2 separate regions of the Mus musculus genome follow, and region 1 is linked to region 2. Evidence: chromatin contacts called from public promoter capture Hi-C data. All regions are on one chromosome and are shown on one strand. The core of a region is the stretch at or near the end of the contact, and the rest is flanking DNA. Distances in the headings are between cores, read along the strand shown. Region 1 holds the start of Hsd17b13 (hydroxysteroid (17-beta) dehydrogenase 13). Region 2 holds the start of Slc10a6 (solute carrier family 10 (sodium/bile acid cotransporter family), member 6).

Evidence for each region. Capture Hi-C pulls out chosen DNA fragments and counts their contacts.
Region 1: a promoter capture Hi-C map of liver shows a contact between it and region 2. The contact joins the promoter of Hsd17b13 here to the promoter of Slc10a6 in region 2. A contact is called at or near these places in 2 of 9 other capture datasets (adipose tissue and liver).

What each region holds. Positions count from the first base shown.
Region 1 is chr5:103,975,366-103,980,441 of GRCm38.p6, reverse strand. Hsd17b13 (hydroxysteroid (17-beta) dehydrogenase 13) reads left to right here and starts at 3,054. Exons shown (of 7, transcript NM_001163486.1): 1 at 3,054-3,336. The coding sequence starts at 3,127.
Region 2 is chr5:103,627,036-103,632,318 of GRCm38.p6, reverse strand. It overlaps Slc10a6 (solute carrier family 10 (sodium/bile acid cotransporter family), member 6), which reads left to right and starts at 2,916. Exons shown (of 6, transcript NM_029415.2): 1 at 2,916-3,463. The coding sequence starts at 3,087.

The DNA of each region.
Region 1 (5,076 bases), core at 1,805-4,304, 350 kb before region 2:
TTGCATGGGTAATAAACACTCAGCCATCTCTGTAGCCACTGCAGATTTTTTTTTTTAAAAAAGACTTGTTCTTTTTGCTTATGTGTTTGTGTGTGTTTATGACGTGTACATCCATGTGCTGGTAACAGGGATAAGAGAGGGTGTCAGACCCCCTAGAGTTGGAGTTTCAGGTTGTAAGTTGTCAAGTGTGGATGCTAGAAACTGAACTCAGGTCTACTGGAAGAGCAGCGGGCACTCTTATTATCTGAGCCAGCCCTCCAGCCCCAAAACATATAGTAGACGGTGGTGGTGGTGTTTTGTTTGAGGCAGGGTCTCACTGTGTTATTCCAGGTAGCCTGGTACTCAGTAGGTAAACCAGGCTGTCCTTGAACTCACAGTGATCTGCCTATCTCTGCATCCCTAGTGCTGGGATTAGAGATATATACCACTACAACTGACTATTCCTGCATATTTTAAAGATTTTTTTATGATTTTTAATTATGTGAACTTGTGTTCACATATGAGTGGGTACAGATGCCTAAAGAGGCCAGAGACCTTGGATCACCCTGGCACTGGAGTCAGAGGCAACTGTGAGCTGCCAGACACGGGTGCTGGCAACTGAACTCAGTCCCTCAGCAAGAACCATATACCCTCTTGACCCCTGAGCCATCTCTCCGGACCCCACAGCTTTTAATAGTATCTCACCAAACTCATCTTGTGAGGAGTAAATAAATGTAAGTGTGAAAAGTCCTTAAATCAGCTCACCATGTGCTTGGTAAATTCAGACCATTACTATTTGATCTCTATAACCTTGTACTACTTACAAATTTTCTTTTGTCTGCATGCATGTGTGTGTGTGTGTGTGTGTGTGTGTGTGTGTGCACATGTGTGTGCGCGCATGTGTGTGTGCGCATGTGTGTGTGTATGCTTTTTCAGTTAGTTCTTCTTTGCTTTGTTCATAACTGACTTTGCTGGGGAGCTTTGTGGGTCAAGATACAGACTCTCATTATGTAAACAGGCTTGTCTGGAACCTTCAATACTCTGGTCTCCACACCCTCAATGCTGGAATTACAGGCAAGTGCCACACACCCAGCTTCATACAGCTTTGGTTTGGTTGTCGGGGTAGTGGCTATCTCTATATATCTGAATACCTTCCGTAACTCATATAAATGAAGTCAGAACATGTGTGGTTCATCTGACTACTGTAGTGCCAGGAAGCGTTCATCAAGGCCAAAAGACCACCAAGGAGCCATTTCAAATGTAATAGCATTAGGGTCTCCTTATTAAAATCTCTGGCTTGGGCCCTCCTCAAACCCTCAGCAGGACAAGGTTTTATAGGAAATGGAAGTAAGTGAGAGGGTGTCTATCCTGGCAAGCAACTAACTGAATGTCTATTGTAGACCGACAGGTGGGTGCTCTGAAGCAAAACTGTATACAGTCACAAATGGTCTGAAAGTACATCTGAAACAATCTGACTGATATTTGATTAACTGTTGCTAGGAAGTATCTAGGAGTAACTCTGGCCAAGAACAAGCCGTGGAGTCCATCCTGGTACATGGGTCCAGCTTGGGTTCTGCTGCAGGTCAAGTTGTCAGGCTTTTGGTTTTTCCTTTAAGATGGAGGTTGGTCCTAAGATGGAGTAGGTTTGGCCTCTCACTGTCTTAGGTGCCTCATACAAACAGATTCAGAACGTGGGAGGTTTTGTGTCTGGCTTATTTCCTTTTGCATATTATAACTGAGGATCACCATGTTGTAGCATGTATCTGAATTTCTTTCTTTAAAGGAAGAATACTATCCCATCGTATGTATGTCTGATATTTTACCCATCCATTGATGGACAAGGGTGATCTCTCCTTTTCCACTATTAGAAGTTACTCTATCCAGAATGTGTCCCCTTAATTTCTTATGCTGGAATCTAGCTCCTATTAATATAGAATGTTGGAACTTTGGGAGGTGATTACGTCACGATGGCTGTCTATGGTTTTTATAAAGTTGACCACAGAGAAGTTCCTCCTCATTCTTTGGGGTGCAGTGGCCATGAAATGACAGCTGTCTGCAAACCAAGATGCCAGTTCCCACTTGACACACATACAGCTTAGGTTACACAGACACTAGGACTGTGTAATAAGCCACCTAGCCCACAGTATTTGTCACCACCGCCCAGGCTGAGACAGTGGCAGCACTTTTAAGTTGACGTGTATGATATCTGGTCTGGTGATTTTCCCAGTGTTATGGCGAGAACTGGCTGTTTCCTATAACCTACATTCTCCTCCACCTCAGGGGTTTCAGAGGAAGATCATAACTGTGAATGCATGCGTTCAACAGCTAAGCTTTGTTGACCCATATTTTAGCTTCCTCATTTTTACTTTATATGCATGTGTGTGTGTGTGCATGTGTGTCTGTGTGTATGTGAGTGTGTGCATTTGTGTATGTGTGTGCATGTGTGTGTCTGTGTGTGTACATGTATATGTGTCATGTATATGTGTCTATGCGTGTGTGTATGTGTGTGTATGTATCTATGCATGTATGTTTGTATGTGTGCATCTGTATGTAAGTGTGTCTGTGTCTGTGTGTGTACATGAGTGTGTGTCTATGTGTGTGTGTCTCCCTCTCTGTGTGTATGTGTGTGTAGAGTTGGCTATCTCCTTCCACTATGGATTTGGGGATCATATTCAGGTAAAAGGCTTGCATGGCAAGCACTTTGACTGCTAAGCCATGTCACTAATCCCTTAAAGTTTCTTTAATATAATGTTTCTATTTCTAATTCCCCCAACCCTGATTTAACATGAATGCACACATGTGCTTGCTTGTGTTCGTGCATGCACACACACACACACACACACATTCAAATGATAACAGACCATTAGCTGATGCAATACTTCCAGAATAGCTTTGAGAGGTGAAGTTTCATGTCGAAACATGGTGCATAACTGCTTTTCAGATAACCAGGTCCAAAGGGCACATCCCACTGGGTTCCCTGACCTATGCTGCGCTTGTGTTAGAGACTGGCATCATTTCAAAAACCAAAGGTGTATCTGATTCGTCAGGGGACACAGTCAAAGTCTGCCTCTTCTGCAGCAGCCCATAATACCTGACAGGGCTCTCTGTGGAGCTCTGAGCAGAGGTGTCTGTTGTGAGAACAGAGCCATGAACCTCATCCTGGAATTTCTCCTTCTGGTGGGCGTCATCATCTACTCCTACCTGGAGTCACTGGTAAAGTTCTTCATTCCCCGGAGAAGGAAATCTGTGACCGGGCAGACCGTTCTCATCACGGGGGCCGGACACGGAATAGGCAGGCTGACTGCATATGAATTTGCAAAGCAGAAAAGCAGACTGGTTCTATGGGATATCAATAAGGTAATAATAGGTGTTTCTAACAATCTTTTAAAGTCACAAAATAACAAGGCATATGTTTCTCTAGAGACGTAACTTAGTGCTGGCTTTTCTCTGTGTTTTCCTTTTTCAAAGTTTTAATAAACTCCTGGGTCCTTTCTGGATCCCTGCGACAGGTGAACAAGATGGAACCAACGAGCTGGAGAACTAAGCCTGGGGGGTTTCATTTTGTTTGACTGGTTGGTTGGTTGGTTGGTTGGTTCTACTGTGGTGTACAACTTGATAACAAGAGACGCAGGAGCCAGAGAGCTTCCCAGCTGCTGAAATTAGGCAAGCCACATAACTTACCTCAACTTCAAATTTAAAAAACAAAAAACAAACAAAAAACTCTACCATTGGGATAAAATCTCAGAGGGAGACAAAATCTACAGGTAATGATTGCCAGCAACCAAATTGGCCAATATGCAGTTTATTACAGCTAGGGGTGACTTTTATACTTTTAGATTTTCATTTATTCTGTTATTCATTTGTTCCTTTCTGTGATAGACTGAAGCTGGGTCTTAGTACCTACCACTGAGCCACAGTACCTTAGCACGTGCCAGGCAAGCACTCTATCACCGAGCAACCGCTCAGGTTTTTACACATTTGAGGGATTGATTCTCAAAACAAACAAACAAAACCACATGAAGAACTAACAGCAGAAACCCATGGTACTTCCACTCACACTCCAGCAATCCTAAAATACTTACATCTGACCTTTTGCAGAAGAAGAAAAAATACTTGCCGGGTCCTGAGCAAGAAGGGTAAAGAATAATACTTAAGTGCTTAGCATGGCCTGGTGCACGCAGCATCACATATGGAAATGTCTACACCAGTGCCTGGCTTTCACTAGTACATTTAAGAGGTTGTTGATCTCTGTTTATTTATAAATGCTCTTAACTACCTTAAGTCTGAAAGTGTTGACGTCCTGTGTCACTTTCTCCTAAACATGCACATTCCCAAAAGGTCGTGAAAAAGATGTGCCACAACAAACTGTCTCTGGGATTGTAATCTTTGAAGAACTGGACTGGGGATGTAGCCCAGCGGTACAACAATTATCTAGAATATACAAACTAGATATTAGATCCAGTTGTGGCTGGGTGTGAGCCTCAGCACTACAAGGAAACCACAAACCGCTGCTGTCATGTACCGGATACAGTGGCTCAGACTAGAGAGACTGGGGTTTTGGTGTTTGTTTGTTTGTTTGTTTGTTTGTTTGTTGAGAAGCAGAGTTTCCAAAGCTTTCCTTGGGGTTTTGCTCGGCTTCAGGTAACCCTCTGTTACGTTTTTGCCATCTGCAGTTAACACCACTTTTCCCAGCCTTCAGAACGCTCTTGAACATAAGGAGCTAAATCTGCTTTGGTTCCTTTTGAGCAGTGAAGAATCCCGAGAGGCACCATGCATCTTTGCTTAGCAGATACAGGCGTTGGTGGGCAAGATGAGCTAACACGGTACTTGGAGATGATTCTGAGATTATCAAATCCTGCACAGGTCCCAGGCAGTCTTCTTGGAGCTGAGAAAACTGAGTCAGCTGTTCTCAGTCCCTCGTAAAAAATATAAACGAGAATGAGAATACATCATGAAGATGGTCCACGGGTCTTCAGATCACCTCCCAAGTGTGCATGGTGGGAAGACATCAATACTTAGTAGACTACCTTTAATTTGAAAATTTTCAGACACAGAAAGAGTAAAACTAGAAAGAGGTCACATTAAAGATGACTTCCA
Region 2 (5,283 bases), core at 1,667-4,166:
ATATGGCACCATTCCTCGAGGTGACCAGCCAGCAACCTGGTGGCAGGTTGACTACATTGGACCACTTCCTTCGTGGAAAGGACAGCGTTTTGTTCTTACTGGAGTAGATACTTATTCTGGTTATGGATTTGCCTTTCCTGCACGTAATGCCTCTGCTAAAACCACCATTCACGGACTGACAGAATGCCTCATCTATCGTCATGGTATTCCACACAGTATTGCTTCTGACCAAGGAACTCATTTCACAGCCAGAGAAGTACGACAGTGGGCTCACGATCATGGAATTCACTGGTCTTACCACATTCCCCATCATCCTGAAGCAGCTGGGCTGATAGAAAGATGGAATGGCCTTTTGAAGACGCAGTTACAGCGCCAATTAGGTGGTAACAGCTTGGAAGGCTGGGGCAGAGTTCTTCAGAAGGCAGTATATGCTTTGAATCAGCGCTCGATATATGGTACAGTTTCACCCATAGCCAGGATTCATGGGTCCAGGAATCAAGGGGTGGAAAACGGAATAGTTCCACTTACTATCACTCCTAGTGACCCTCTAGGAAAATTTTTGCTTCCTGTCCCCATAACTCTAGGTTCTGCTGGCTTAGAAGTTTTGGCTCCAGAGAGGGGAGTGCTCCTACCAGGAGCTACAACAAACATTTCATTGAACTGGAAGCTCAGACTTCCCCCTGGTCATTTTGGGCTTCTAATGCCCTTAAACCAACAGGCTAAAAAAGGAATAACAGTGTTAGGAGGGGTGATAGATCCAGATTACCATGGGGAAATTGGATTACCTCTTCACAATGGTGGTAAGCAAGATTATGTCTGGAGTGCAGGAGATCCCTTAGGGCGTCTCTTAGTACTACCATGTCCTGTGATTAAAGTCAATGGGAAACTACAACAGCCTAATCCAAGCAGGATGACAAAGGACGCAGACCCATCAGGAATGAAGGTATGGGTCAATCCTCCAGGAAAAGAGCCAAGACCTGCTGAGGTGCTGGCTGAAGGTGAAGGAAATACAGAATGGGTAGTAGAGGAAGGTAGTTATAAATACCAATTAAGGCCACGTAACCAGTTGCAGAAACGAGGATTATAAAGTAATATGAATGCCCATTGTAAATTTACTAATGCGTTTGCGATTGTACGAGGGATAGTTATATCAAGTTAGGCGTATTTACAACCTTGTTATTGTTTCATGTGAACATGAGATATTATTTGTGTCAAGTTGACAAGGGGTGGATTGTAGTGGCTATTCCTGGTTGTCAACTTGACAATATTTGGAATGAACTACAATCCGGAATTGGAAGGCTCACCAGTGACCCTTATCTGGAGGCTTGGAGATCCTTATCTGGATCTTGGTTTGAAGATCTTGAGCCATAGTGGCTATGGATTCCAGAAGATTGAATCTCCGAGTTAAGGAACACACCTTTAATCTGGGCTATGCCTTTCATCTGGGATTAAAGGTGTGGTGGAACACACCTTTAATCTGGGCTACACCTTTTGCTGGAGACAATATAAGGACATTGGAAGAGGGGAGTCTAGCTCTTGCTCCTGCTCCTTCGCCTGCTTGCTGCGTGAGACTGAGTAACTGCTAGATCCTTGGACTTCCATTCACAGCTGTGACTGAACGATTGTTGGGAATTGAGCTGCCGACTGTAAGTCATCAATAAATTCCTTTATTATCTAGAGACTATCCATAAGTTCTGTGACTCTAGAGAACCCTGACTAATACACTGTCCTTATTTTTTGAGACAAGGTCTCTCACCAATCCTGGAGCGCACCGATTTGGCAAGAGCAGCTGGCCACTGAGCTCCAGGGATTTTCCTGTGTCTGCCTCCTCACTGGTAGAATTTTTTTTTCTCTTGTGTGTGTCGTGGGCTGAGACAGAGCCTGACTGAGCTGCTGTTGGGATGTGTCTTCTGTAGCTTGTCTTTACATTTCACCTGCACTCAACCTGTGAACAAGTGGAGTCAGCATGCCGCCATGGTCATTTTGTCATGGAACCGGTTTGCCAAACCAAGAAGAAGCCCAGCAAGTATCTCTCTTAAGGAAGGGGAGGGGTTGACAAAATGAGCCTTGTTCTCACTCAGCACACTGCAAACAAACAAAGAGACAAACAAAAACACCTCTGCTGTCAGCGGGAAGAGGGTGGCAGCTGATAGTTTTGAACTTTGATCTCCCAGAACCATACTGTTGTGGTCTGCTTTTCCCTCAGCTTAGAATGGGCCATGGTGCACAGCATCAGAAGTGGTCCTCAGACTACACTCTCCAAGGGAACATTTGCAAGACTCCCAGACTTCACTAGGTGGCCCAAGGGTGCGTGTCTCAAAGTTGACTTAAGTCTCCAAAAGAAGAAGACAGCTCCCTTGAATTGTGTTGGGAGGGAAACGAGTTTCCACACGTTTTATGAGACACAACCAAGTGTTTAATTCCATTTTATTCTATTCTCACAGGTGTCTAATTATTGGCTTTAGACACAAATCCTCAGAGAAATGACAGAAGAAAAAGAAAGGGCCAATTTAAAGTCTCCTGAACTGATCCTCAGCCTCTGATGTTTTCCAGGCTGGCCTGCTTCTCTTTACTATCTGAAGTGTTTTGTGAATGCCGGCTGTCAGGCCGGCCAGGGAGGCGCGGCTTTGGCACAGCTCTCCTTGTTTTTTCCTGACTTAGTCGTTCAGTCAGCATAACATCACAGCCCTGCTGTTTGAAATCCCTGCTGCATTTGGAGAAGTGATGTCTTGGCATCTGGCCTACTTCCCTAGAACACGATGTGCCACTGTCGACATGGGCCAGGCATTCCAGCTGACAATATGCTCATCTGTCTCATTCCCAGCATTGAACGCTCAGTGGCTAGCGAAATTAGAGTGGAAAGCCCAGCTTCCCATCATTTGCTGTGTTTCCTGCCCAAGCACATTACTTTTACCAAGTCCCTTGGGAATAACTTGATCAGATTAGCATGTGGTTAGCCAATAGCAACTGGAAGGACTCTCCACGTGTTACTTTGTTGCGTTATTAGGAACTGTGTCTGGGAAGACCTGCCCAGTGCTTGCTACTCATGTTCCTTTGTGTTCCTGTGTTCTAATTCATGAGAGGAGATGAGCACAGACTGTGCGGGCAACTCCACCTGCCCTGTCAACAGTACGGAGGAAGACCCGCCCGTGGGAATGGAGGGCCATGCGAATCTAAAGCTGCTTTTTACAGTGCTCTCGGCTGTGATGGTGGGTTTGGTCATGTTCTCTTTTGGATGTTCTGTGGAGAGTCAGAAGCTCTGGTTGCACCTCAGAAGACCCTGGGGCATCGCAGTGGGCCTGCTTTCCCAGTTTGGACTTATGCCTCTGACAGCTTATCTGTTAGCCATTGGCTTCGGTCTGAAACCATTCCAAGCTATTGCTGTCCTCATGATGGGGAGCTGCCCTGGGGGCACCATCTCTAATGTTCTCACCTTCTGGGTTGATGGAGATATGGATCTCAGGTAAGTCGACAGAAGGGAAGCTCTGCAGGGTTGCCCCATCTCTGTCTGGGAGTCTGGGGCACACAGTTGTGCTTAAAGAAAAGATTTAAGCAATCTCTGGGTAGCTCTGAGTGGGAAGTACTTCAAACATCACTGAGCCTTGGACAGACTCTCTGAGCCCGAGCTCGCTCTGCTGTGATTAGCTAGCTTCTGCTTTCATGGCAGCCTTTTCTATCCTGAGCAAGCACTTGGTTCGTATGCAGTAAGGACCTCTCCTAAGCATAGACTCGTCCCATGCCTTTTGGCATCTCTAACAATAATTTCCCAGGACGTCACCAATTATCCCACACAGCTGATGCTAATGGTGGTGGTGGCAGCAAGAGATATCAACCAAATGAAACCCACCTGGCTCTTTTTCGTTTTCTTTTTTTGGTCTCTCTTTATCTACTTCGCTCTCAGCAGTGTTTCCAAAATATCCTTGTTTCGAGGTAACGTTTTAGGTCCATGCACAAGGACTCTGGAGTACCTGATAGATGTGACTGGTGTGATTTAGGGAGCACTTGGAACCCCAGGATGAAAAACACCTTGTTGCCTTTGCTTCCTAGGTTTAAGCCAGAGCTGATTCCTGCTATGGGGTAGATCAATAGTCCAGGAGAAATTGAACTTTACCATTTACTCAAATGTTAACAAGGGTGAATGAATCACAATTTTGAAGTCAAATATTTTGATGGGAAAGAGGGAAAGAGAAGAGCCTTTGAAGAAAGACTAGATGAGTCAGTATTGGGGGAGGGGGATGGAGAGTTAAAAACAATGGTCTTTCTAGATTCTTTGCTTGTAAGTGCGCTTAAATCCTGCCTGGAGAAAATGCACCATATAAATTTAAATCTTTGCATGTACACACCATTGGAGATTTACCCCAGGATGAATGAATGAATGAATGAATGAATGAATGGAGTCAGCAGTTGTGACTGAAATGGGAGTTGACATCAGTGAGTCAGCTTCAGTTTTGGTTTCTAGTTCTCTTGCACATACTGAATATTTCGTATATGGAACAGATTTCACTTATACATTTTAATAGGTGCATACCACATAGACAGGTAATTAACCTGTCTTGTATGGTAATGACTCTTAGTCACTCACTTACAAGAGACTCAAAAGGAAATTCTTGATTACCTTGTATCTCCACTCCTAATGCCCCTTACTTGAAGTTCAATGAAGTTGTCCATCAACACTCACCTGACAGTGATGAAGTCCAGGCCCTGAGGACTTCTGGAAAGAAAGGAAACTGGTATTCAGAGGTCCTGGGGAGGTGTGGGCTTCACCTTCTCCCGGATTCTCATAGTCACCTTGTAAGTGACCTTTTATTATTCTGAAAGAAAAAAAAAAGATTCAAGTCAGTTTAGTAGCTCAGCAATAGCTGCAAAGAATAGAGCAGAGCTCACGCTGGAATTTGCATCGGTTTTATATCTGTTTGTAACTTAGTTTTCCCCATGACGTTTGGCAGCACAACTGCATCATCTGGAGTAAGATCTGAAGTCTTTAGCAGTGTTTTGAAACACTTCTGCGTAAGAGAATATTTATCACCAGTACCCCTGCTTCATCTTCGTTGTCACAAACACACTAATGAACAGAAAGTGTGTGGAAGAAACCTTTTGTTTCTTGTTACCAACTGTTTATTTTGCTTTTGTTTTATTGAGACAAGGTCTCATATAGCCCAGCCCGGCTTTGAACTCCTGCTCTTGTTGTCTCCAATTCCCTAGTGCTGGGATTACAGGTGTGTACTACCATGTCTGGCACCAACTCTGTCCTCAGTAGGCTTTGTTGTGCTTGTTTTGGGATTT